2 separate regions of the Rattus norvegicus genome follow, and region 2 is linked to region 1. A link is a contact called in public Hi-C data. All regions are on one chromosome and are shown on one strand. The core of a region is the stretch at or near the end of the contact, and the rest is flanking DNA. Distances in the headings are between cores, read along the strand shown. Region 1 overlaps Epb41l4b (erythrocyte membrane protein band 4.1 like 4B). Region 2 holds the start of Epb41l4b (erythrocyte membrane protein band 4.1 like 4B).

Region 1 (3,674 bases), core at 621-3,120:
TTTGCACTTATGCCTCCCTCTTGGTAACTACCCTCTCCACCGGCACAATCTCACCGCTTCTGGGTGAGCACTCCCTGAGGGCAGGGTCTAGCCATGCTCACCTGAGTAACCACATCTCTGTCGATCCACCTCCAAAGCACAGAGCCTAACATGCACGCGCGCGCGCGCACGCACACACACTCACACACATATGTCTCGACCTAGATAAGTGGCGTATAGGTAGATGATCGAGAAGACATACAGTGGGGTCTGGGGCAGGAAGGAGATGCAGGGGACGGGCTGTGCTTACGTATGGTACCAACCACAGATTAACGGTGCCTCACAAGCGGCAAGTCTTATTAAGCAAGGGAATATGTTTATTACAATATTTTCAAATCATGAATTCCGCAAAGCAGCACCTAGGGAACCGACCGCACTTCCAAGGCCATTTACCCAAACACAATTTTGTTGCTATTATGTGACGAGCAGTCTAATGGTTACCATAGGAGATGAGTTACTGTGAAAGTCATCCTTGATGCGTTAATATAAACGAAGTCTCCCCATCTGTGCCAGCTTTAGTCATTCGGTCATTTAACAAGTACCCAACTGAACGTTCATCAACTTCTGGCTGCCATTCCATGGCCTGCATATGTTATGGGGGTTAAGAAGTGGGAGAGTGCGGGGTTGGGGATTTAGCTCAGTGGTAGAGCCCTTGCCTAGCAAGCGCAAGGCCCTGGGTTCGGTCCCCAGCTCCGAAAAAAAGAAAAAAAAAGAAAAAAAAAAGAAGAAGTGGGAGAGTGCGATGGACCATATCTATATCCTAACCTTGAGTGGTAGAGGCAGGGGGATCGAGAGCTCAAAGCAATGTTCTTCTGAGAGCTCTAGGCCAGACGGGGCTACATGAGCTCATGACTCCAAAACAAAACAAAACAAAAACAAAGCAAATAAACAACAACAAAAAAATGGCATAGTGGTGAGTGCCTTTAATTTATCTGGGAGGCAGAGGCAGGGAGATCTCTGAGCTAGCCTGGTCTACAGAGCAAGTTCCACACCGACCAGGGCTACATAGTAAGACCCCCATCACAAAAGGAAATTCAAAAATTAAAAAGCCTGGGAGGAAGACATGGCTCAGAAAATTTAAGAGTATCTTTCCGGACAGGAGTCTGCTCACAACACCAACGTTAAGTGGCTTACGAGTGCCTGTAACTGCAGCTCCAGAGGATCCAATGTCCTCTTCTACCCGCCAAGGGCAATGCACACACACGCACAAACCTACGCTCAGACACACGCGTAAACAAATAATAATAAAAGTGGAGCTTTCTTTTAGAGCCTAAAGAAACAGTCTGCAGCATGGAGAGCTGCGCCTGCTCACGGCGGGAAGTCCTCAGTGAATGAGCACTGGCTGAGAAGCTAACTGGTACAAAGCAGCTTAGGACACACACAGCGCGTACCTCCTGCCCACTGAGGCCACAGTCTGGCCCGCAGTTCTGATCGCCAGATTTATATGCCGAGCTCTCCTTGGATACAGCAGGCTCTAGCAAGCTCTACCTTGAGTTCTTGCGGCCCTAATTCTTAGGCCTCCCATCTCAACAACATCGTTTTCCCAAGGACGAGCAGCTTTGATCAGAATGCCTCTCTGTAGCTGCTCCTTCTGATCTGACAAGAGAGGGAATAACAAGCTCATTAAAATCTGCGCACAAGTCCATAGTTGCCAACCAAGGTTGGGGTGGGCAGATAGACAGACAGACAGCGACTAGGGAAAGGCTGGCCAGCCAAGAGGCTCCTGTGCTGACTCACTGGTTCCCAGCCATGTTTCTGATAAGGAAGGGAGACTCCTGGACAGCCAGTATCTTCACTGCATGTCCTAAATAAATAAGCCATGGTACTACGTGACCTCAGATAAGATACTATTGGCAATGTCTTACTGCAACCTGTCTCAGCTTCGAGGCAAACAGGTCAAATCTAGTTGTGGAACAAAGATGACAGAAGCCAACTGTCCAGATCTCATTCCATCTCCAAAGTAGAAAATGCCAGGCATCCCAGGTAGACTTCAAAGGAAGGCATAAGCTAAGCTGGGCATGCTCCATGAATACGTGTGTATGTTCTAGTTGTGAGCTAAACTGGGAAGGTACAGTGTCTGTCTGAACAATGTAAGCGACTGCAGGAGCCCTCTCAACACACCTGCTCCACATCCATCCCATGCTGTGTCCCCGTGTGCCATGTTCCTGTCCATCCCCTCAGGTCCAAACATGTCATACCCAGACGATAGTGATGGCCCCAAGTGACCCTAACGTCTCTAGTTTTGTGTCTGCCCACTACCACCCTTCTCTGTGTCTCTGAGACGAATTGTCATTCAAGATATTCTTCTCTGCTCAAAAACACCTACCAGAGAAGCAAGTTTTCTGTGGATGCTGCAGCCTGGTCTATGACTTTGCCCAAAGCCTAACAAGTTCTGCCTCTCCCTAGGACCCTATGAGTTTCGAACCCCAGTCAAGCTCTGAAGCCTGATGCCTTCCAGATACAACATCATGTTACCTTCCATAGCAGCCCCTACCTCTACGGCTTGACTTGTGTCCTTTCTTCTACCCACGAAGCTGTTCTCCAACCCCGCTCCTCTCCTCACCTGCAGAAAGCTGAACTCTAGGCCCAGCACCCTTCCCAAATTATCTTTTGTTTCACCTGGCGTTTGGAAGCTGACACAAGCATTAGCACAGATAGATTAGGGAGAATCCTCAGTCCCACACAAAAGTCTTCAAGGACCATTGTTTCAGAAGCCTGATCTCCCCACTGCAATTCTGTCCTGAATTCTCTATAGCTGGCAGGGACCTGAGAACAAAAGTCTAGTACGACCATTGCTCACCCAGACCTCTTATCAGCTCTAACACACATGGTTACACTGGTGTTTTAGAAATCATATCCCACTGTGGCCTCTCTTTAAGGCCGATGGAAATCTATTTATTCATATATTTCCTGTTTGTTTATCTGGTTTCTGGTGCTGAACTGAGGATCAAATCCAGAGCCTTATACATGCTAGGAAATGCTTTGTTTTACTCAAACAAGGTGTCTTAGGGCTTCTATTTCTGTGAAGAGACTCTTAAAAAGGAGAACGTTTAATTTGGACTGGCTTACAGTTGAGAGATTTAGTCCATCATTGTCATGACAGGAAGCAGGGTGGCACACAGGCAGACACGGTGCTGGAGAGGTAGCTAAGAGTTCTACATCTGGATCTACAGGCGGCCGGAAGAGACGGGGCCATTAACCTTGGTTTTGAGCTTCTGAGATCTCAAAGCCTGCACTCTAGTGCTATACTTCCTCCAACGAGGCCACACCTACTCCAACAAGGCCACACCTACTCCAACAAGGCCACACCTACTCCAACAAGGCCACACTTACTCCGAGTTCACACCTAATAGTGTTACTCCCTACAGACCTATGGGGGCCATCTTCATTCAAAGCATCCCACAGGGTGTTACTATTCAGTACAGGCTGGAACCACAGTGCTCTTGCTTGCACTTACCAAGCGCTGACTGGACAGGCATGTGCCACCTTGTTTTGTTTTTTAAATAAATTTCAGAATCCCATGCAAGGGTTAAAAAACAAGCAAATCGGGCTGGAGCGATGGCTCAGCGGTTAAGAGCACTGACTGCTCTCCCAGAGGTCCTGAGTTCAATTCCCAGCAACCACATGGTGGCTCT
Region 2 (3,674 bases), core at 503-3,002, 37 kb after region 1:
CGGCATGGCTCCCTGTCGGAGTCACTGGCGCTGGCCTAGCTTGCCACTGGAACTGGGCCCGGGTGCAACCACCTGTGGGTGTGTGGCCGGGACGCAGGCCCTGGTGCTGCTACCCCGGGATGCCCTGCGCGTCCCACGCACACTGCCGGATGTGGGAGCAAGTGGGTAGGCCAGTCCAGAGGTGGCCGGACCCAACTCCCAGCACCCCAAGGCTTCTGTCCGTTCAAAGCTGACCTGGCCTGAGTTGGCTCCGAAGTCACTCCACTCCCTGCGAGACTGTGAGCCAGGGAGCACTTTGGGATAAACTCTCTATAGGGGCCATCCATAGAGAATAGGTAGAGGGCAGAGAGACAAAACTGTTCCCTAAGCCTCTTCCCAAACTTGGGGCACCTGCTGAGCACCAAGCAAGGATTTCTTTTCCACTAAGGCCTGACACCAAAACCGGGATACCCCGGAGCAGCCCTGCGTCGCTTGAAAAATTCTACTCAATCCAGCATCGGAAAGCCAACATTGGCAGGGAATGAGGCCACCTGCGCCAAGGGGAGGGGACGTGGGGACGTGTGCATGGGGTAGCATAGGGTAGGAGTGAGGCACAAAAAACCTAGGGGGTCACCAAAGAAGAGCACCGCAACCCTGCGGTGCAAGGTGCCAAAGACTGGGCCCCAGAGCATACCCGAGCTGGTGGTCCGGGAGGGTTCATGGCTGGGGAAGACTGGCAGAAGATGGGGGAGGGGTCCCAAAGAGCGGCCGGGGAAGCTTCCCAGGGAAAGAACCACGGGGACAGGGGGCTCTGCCCCAAGGAGCGCAGGCTGCCAGTGCCCCACACGCGCCGCGTCACTCACCGGCAGGTCCACGCTCACTTCGGTTCCGTCGAGCAGGAAGACACGGCAGTAAAGGGTGGCCTTGGCAGCTCCCGAGGCGGAGATGTGCACAGCCGCGCCGCCGGTGAGCAGGGGCCCGCCGCCGGCCGGGAACACGCTACCCCCGGGCGCGGCGGGCAGCACGGAGGAGCTGGCGGCGGCGGCCGGGCCCCCTCGCGGCCCCCCGTCGCGCTCGTCCCCCAGCCCGGCGGCCCCGCGCCCCGCCGCGCCCCGCGCGTAGCGCTGCATGGAGCGGCGGCCAAAGGTCCGGCGCAGGAACCGCAGCATCCTGGCCGGGGGCGCCCCCTGCCTCCGCCCCCTGCGCTGCCGCTGCGCCGCCGCCCGGGAGCGCCTGGCGCCGCCGTCAGTGCCCGCCGCGCCGCGCCGCGCCGCCTCCCGCGGGCTGCGGCCCGGGGCTCGCTCCCGCCCCAGCCGAGGCCGAGGCCGCGCTCCGGCCGCCCGGGGAACGCGTCGGCCGGGCCAGCGCCCGCCGAGAGTAGCGGCGCGGGAGAGAGCGCGCACGGGCGGCCCGGGGGACCGTCCCGCTCTTGTCGCCGCTGTCGCCGCTGCGCGCTTGGGGCAGTCAGTCGGTGCGGGCTGCTGCGTGGCCGCTGCCCCGCGAAGAGCGCCGCGGGGGGACCCGGCTGCGGGCTGCTCCCGCGCCGCGCGCCGGCCGAGGGCCAGCCGGAGCAAAGCGCCTGCGTGCTCCCGGCGCGCTCGCTCCCACTCGCGCCGCGCCCGGCCCGAGGAGGCCCCCGCCGAGCGCCCGCTCCCGGGGCGCCTTTTCCTGCGCCCGCAGCCCCCGCCTCCCACCTGGGAGGGCTGCACCTCCAGCCGCCGCCGCCGGCACTGCAGCACGCCCTCCTCCCCCGGGGCTGCGCCGGGCCTGTGCTGCCCCCTGCCGGCCCGAGCGCCCCCTGCTGCTGTAGGTGCGCTCACGTGCGTACACGTAGGTGAGCACACACGTGTTTCCGGGCGCGCAGGACCCCCGAGAAGTCCGAGAGTTTCCCCTCCTTGACCAGATGAAGAAAATAAGGCTGCCTCCTTCCAGAAAATGCTTACCCCTGGGGCAAAGAAAAGCGCGTCTCTTTCTGAAAGCAAAAAACCAAAACACCAACGGTACTCAGTTTCCCCTTCTGCAGAAGAAGTGGAGTAGACCTAGGTCCTTGCCACTTAATGAAACTATCTCTTTAACATCTCAGCCCTGGCTGGGGCTTTAACCTTGCAGTCCAATGAACCCGTTCCAAACAAGAAAATTGAGGCCGGTGAGGAAGGGGAAGTACTTTTCCGTACTCCTTAGGAGACACTTTGCTTCAAGGACCTCGCCCATGCCCAGAGTTAAGGCAAGGGCCTGCATAAACAATTGCTACTGAGAAGGTTGGTCAAGGTTGGACAGACTTCTGGGAAGCGAAGTAGAACATGAGAATGAATTGCATAGGGCACATGGAGGAAACTGGAGACAGCGATTTGCTAACTGGAGGCAGCGAATTGCTAACGAGCAATACCCACAGGTTCGGTGTTTGCCCACAGACAAGAGGGTTGTCCTGTGCTCCAGAATGAGGAATGTGGGAAATGAGGCTGAAAGGAGGCCAGGCCTTTGGGGAGAATAACACTACTGTTTATCAGGCCCTAATTTTGTGCCAGACATTACACTAAGCCCTTTCCATATGTCTTAATTTAGCCTGTTAGCGTACAGGTTATTATCTCGATTGCACAAAGGAAGAAACCAAGCTTTAGAGACTGCCATACGATTCATTGATTGGGCTCCAGAGCTATTGATGGAGGACAGAACACGACTGTTACATGCAAATGTAACAGTTTAAGAGAGAGTTGGGGAAGCAGTGATCTCAGCAGGACGCACAGAGAAGACAAGGAATCATTCCAAAACAGACATTTATTGAAGACCAGGCATTGTCTTAGATTCCACCGTCTCCATCTTCATTAATCCCCATTCTAACTCTCCGAGACAGTTCTATGTATTCCCACTCACTTAGATGGATTTGGGAGCTTAGGTATGTAACATGCTTGCCCAAGGTCTGAGAGCTGCCCTGCATTCATTCTATGATCTTATGAGGACCACCCATGTGATAGTTTACTCTGTAGAATAGCATCTACAATAAACCCACTCTGCTCTTACCCCCACAAGATTTACCAGATGCTATGTACAATTGGTGTAGCCCAAGTCAGCTGACTAGTTTCTAAGGATATCCCAGGAACACGCAGAAAAGTCACTTGAAGATGTCCACCTATGCATTTTGCATTTGCATGATTGTGTTTCCTGTGTGTAGCAAAGGCGGGAAGGGGTTGTTCTATGTGTGAGTTAAAAAGGTTGAGGGGAGAATTAACTCACTGTTATAGCCAGTAGAATTAAATGAGACTTTTTTAGAGACTGGAGAAACAACAACTGTCAAAATCAAGGTGTAGAAGCTAAGGGAGGCACGCACCAGCTAGAACACTGGTTCTCAACCTGTGGGTCACAACCCCCTTGGGGTTGCATATCACATATCTTGTATATCAGATATCTTGTATATCAGATATTTACATTACAATTCATAACAGCAACATAATTACAATTATGACGCAGCAATGAAAATAAGCTTATGGTTGGGGTCACCACAACATGAGGAACTGTATTAAAGGGCTGCAGCATTAGGAAGGTTGAGGACCACTGCTTAGAAGCAAGAAAGGTAAAGAAAGGGTGAGTTATGCCCTAGAGAGTCTAGAAGGGACGAAGCACTGGCTTTAGCCTGTAAGATCCACCTCAGCCTCCAGCAAGGCAAAATAACGCTTGCAGGTTGTTTTAAGCCACTGCAT

Evidence for each region. A called contact is a pair of places that touch in the nucleus more often than the background predicts.
Region 2: a Hi-C map of liver shows a contact between it and region 1, with 2.9 times the contacts expected there. The contact joins the promoter of Epb41l4b here to the enhancer-like site in region 1. A contact is called at or near these places in 5 of 12 Hi-C or Micro-C datasets (frontal cortex, hepatocytes, kidney and 1 more).

Annotation. Positions count from the first base shown.
Region 1 is chr5:76,608,646-76,612,319 of GRCr8, forward strand. All of the region lies in intron 1 of Epb41l4b (erythrocyte membrane protein band 4.1 like 4B), which reads right to left. Among named protein-coding and RNA genes, the nearest start is that of Epb41l4b, 37 kb to the right of the region's middle. Within about 2 kb of position 1,871, at least 4 of the 93 cell types and tissues checked have an H3K27ac peak or open chromatin away from gene starts, as enhancers often do. A contact at or near this core is called in liver, where this site is marked.
Region 2 is chr5:76,646,000-76,649,673 of GRCr8, forward strand. It overlaps Epb41l4b (erythrocyte membrane protein band 4.1 like 4B), which reads right to left and starts at 1,753. Exons shown (of 25, transcript NM_001401792.1): 1 at 843-1,753. The coding sequence starts at 1,148.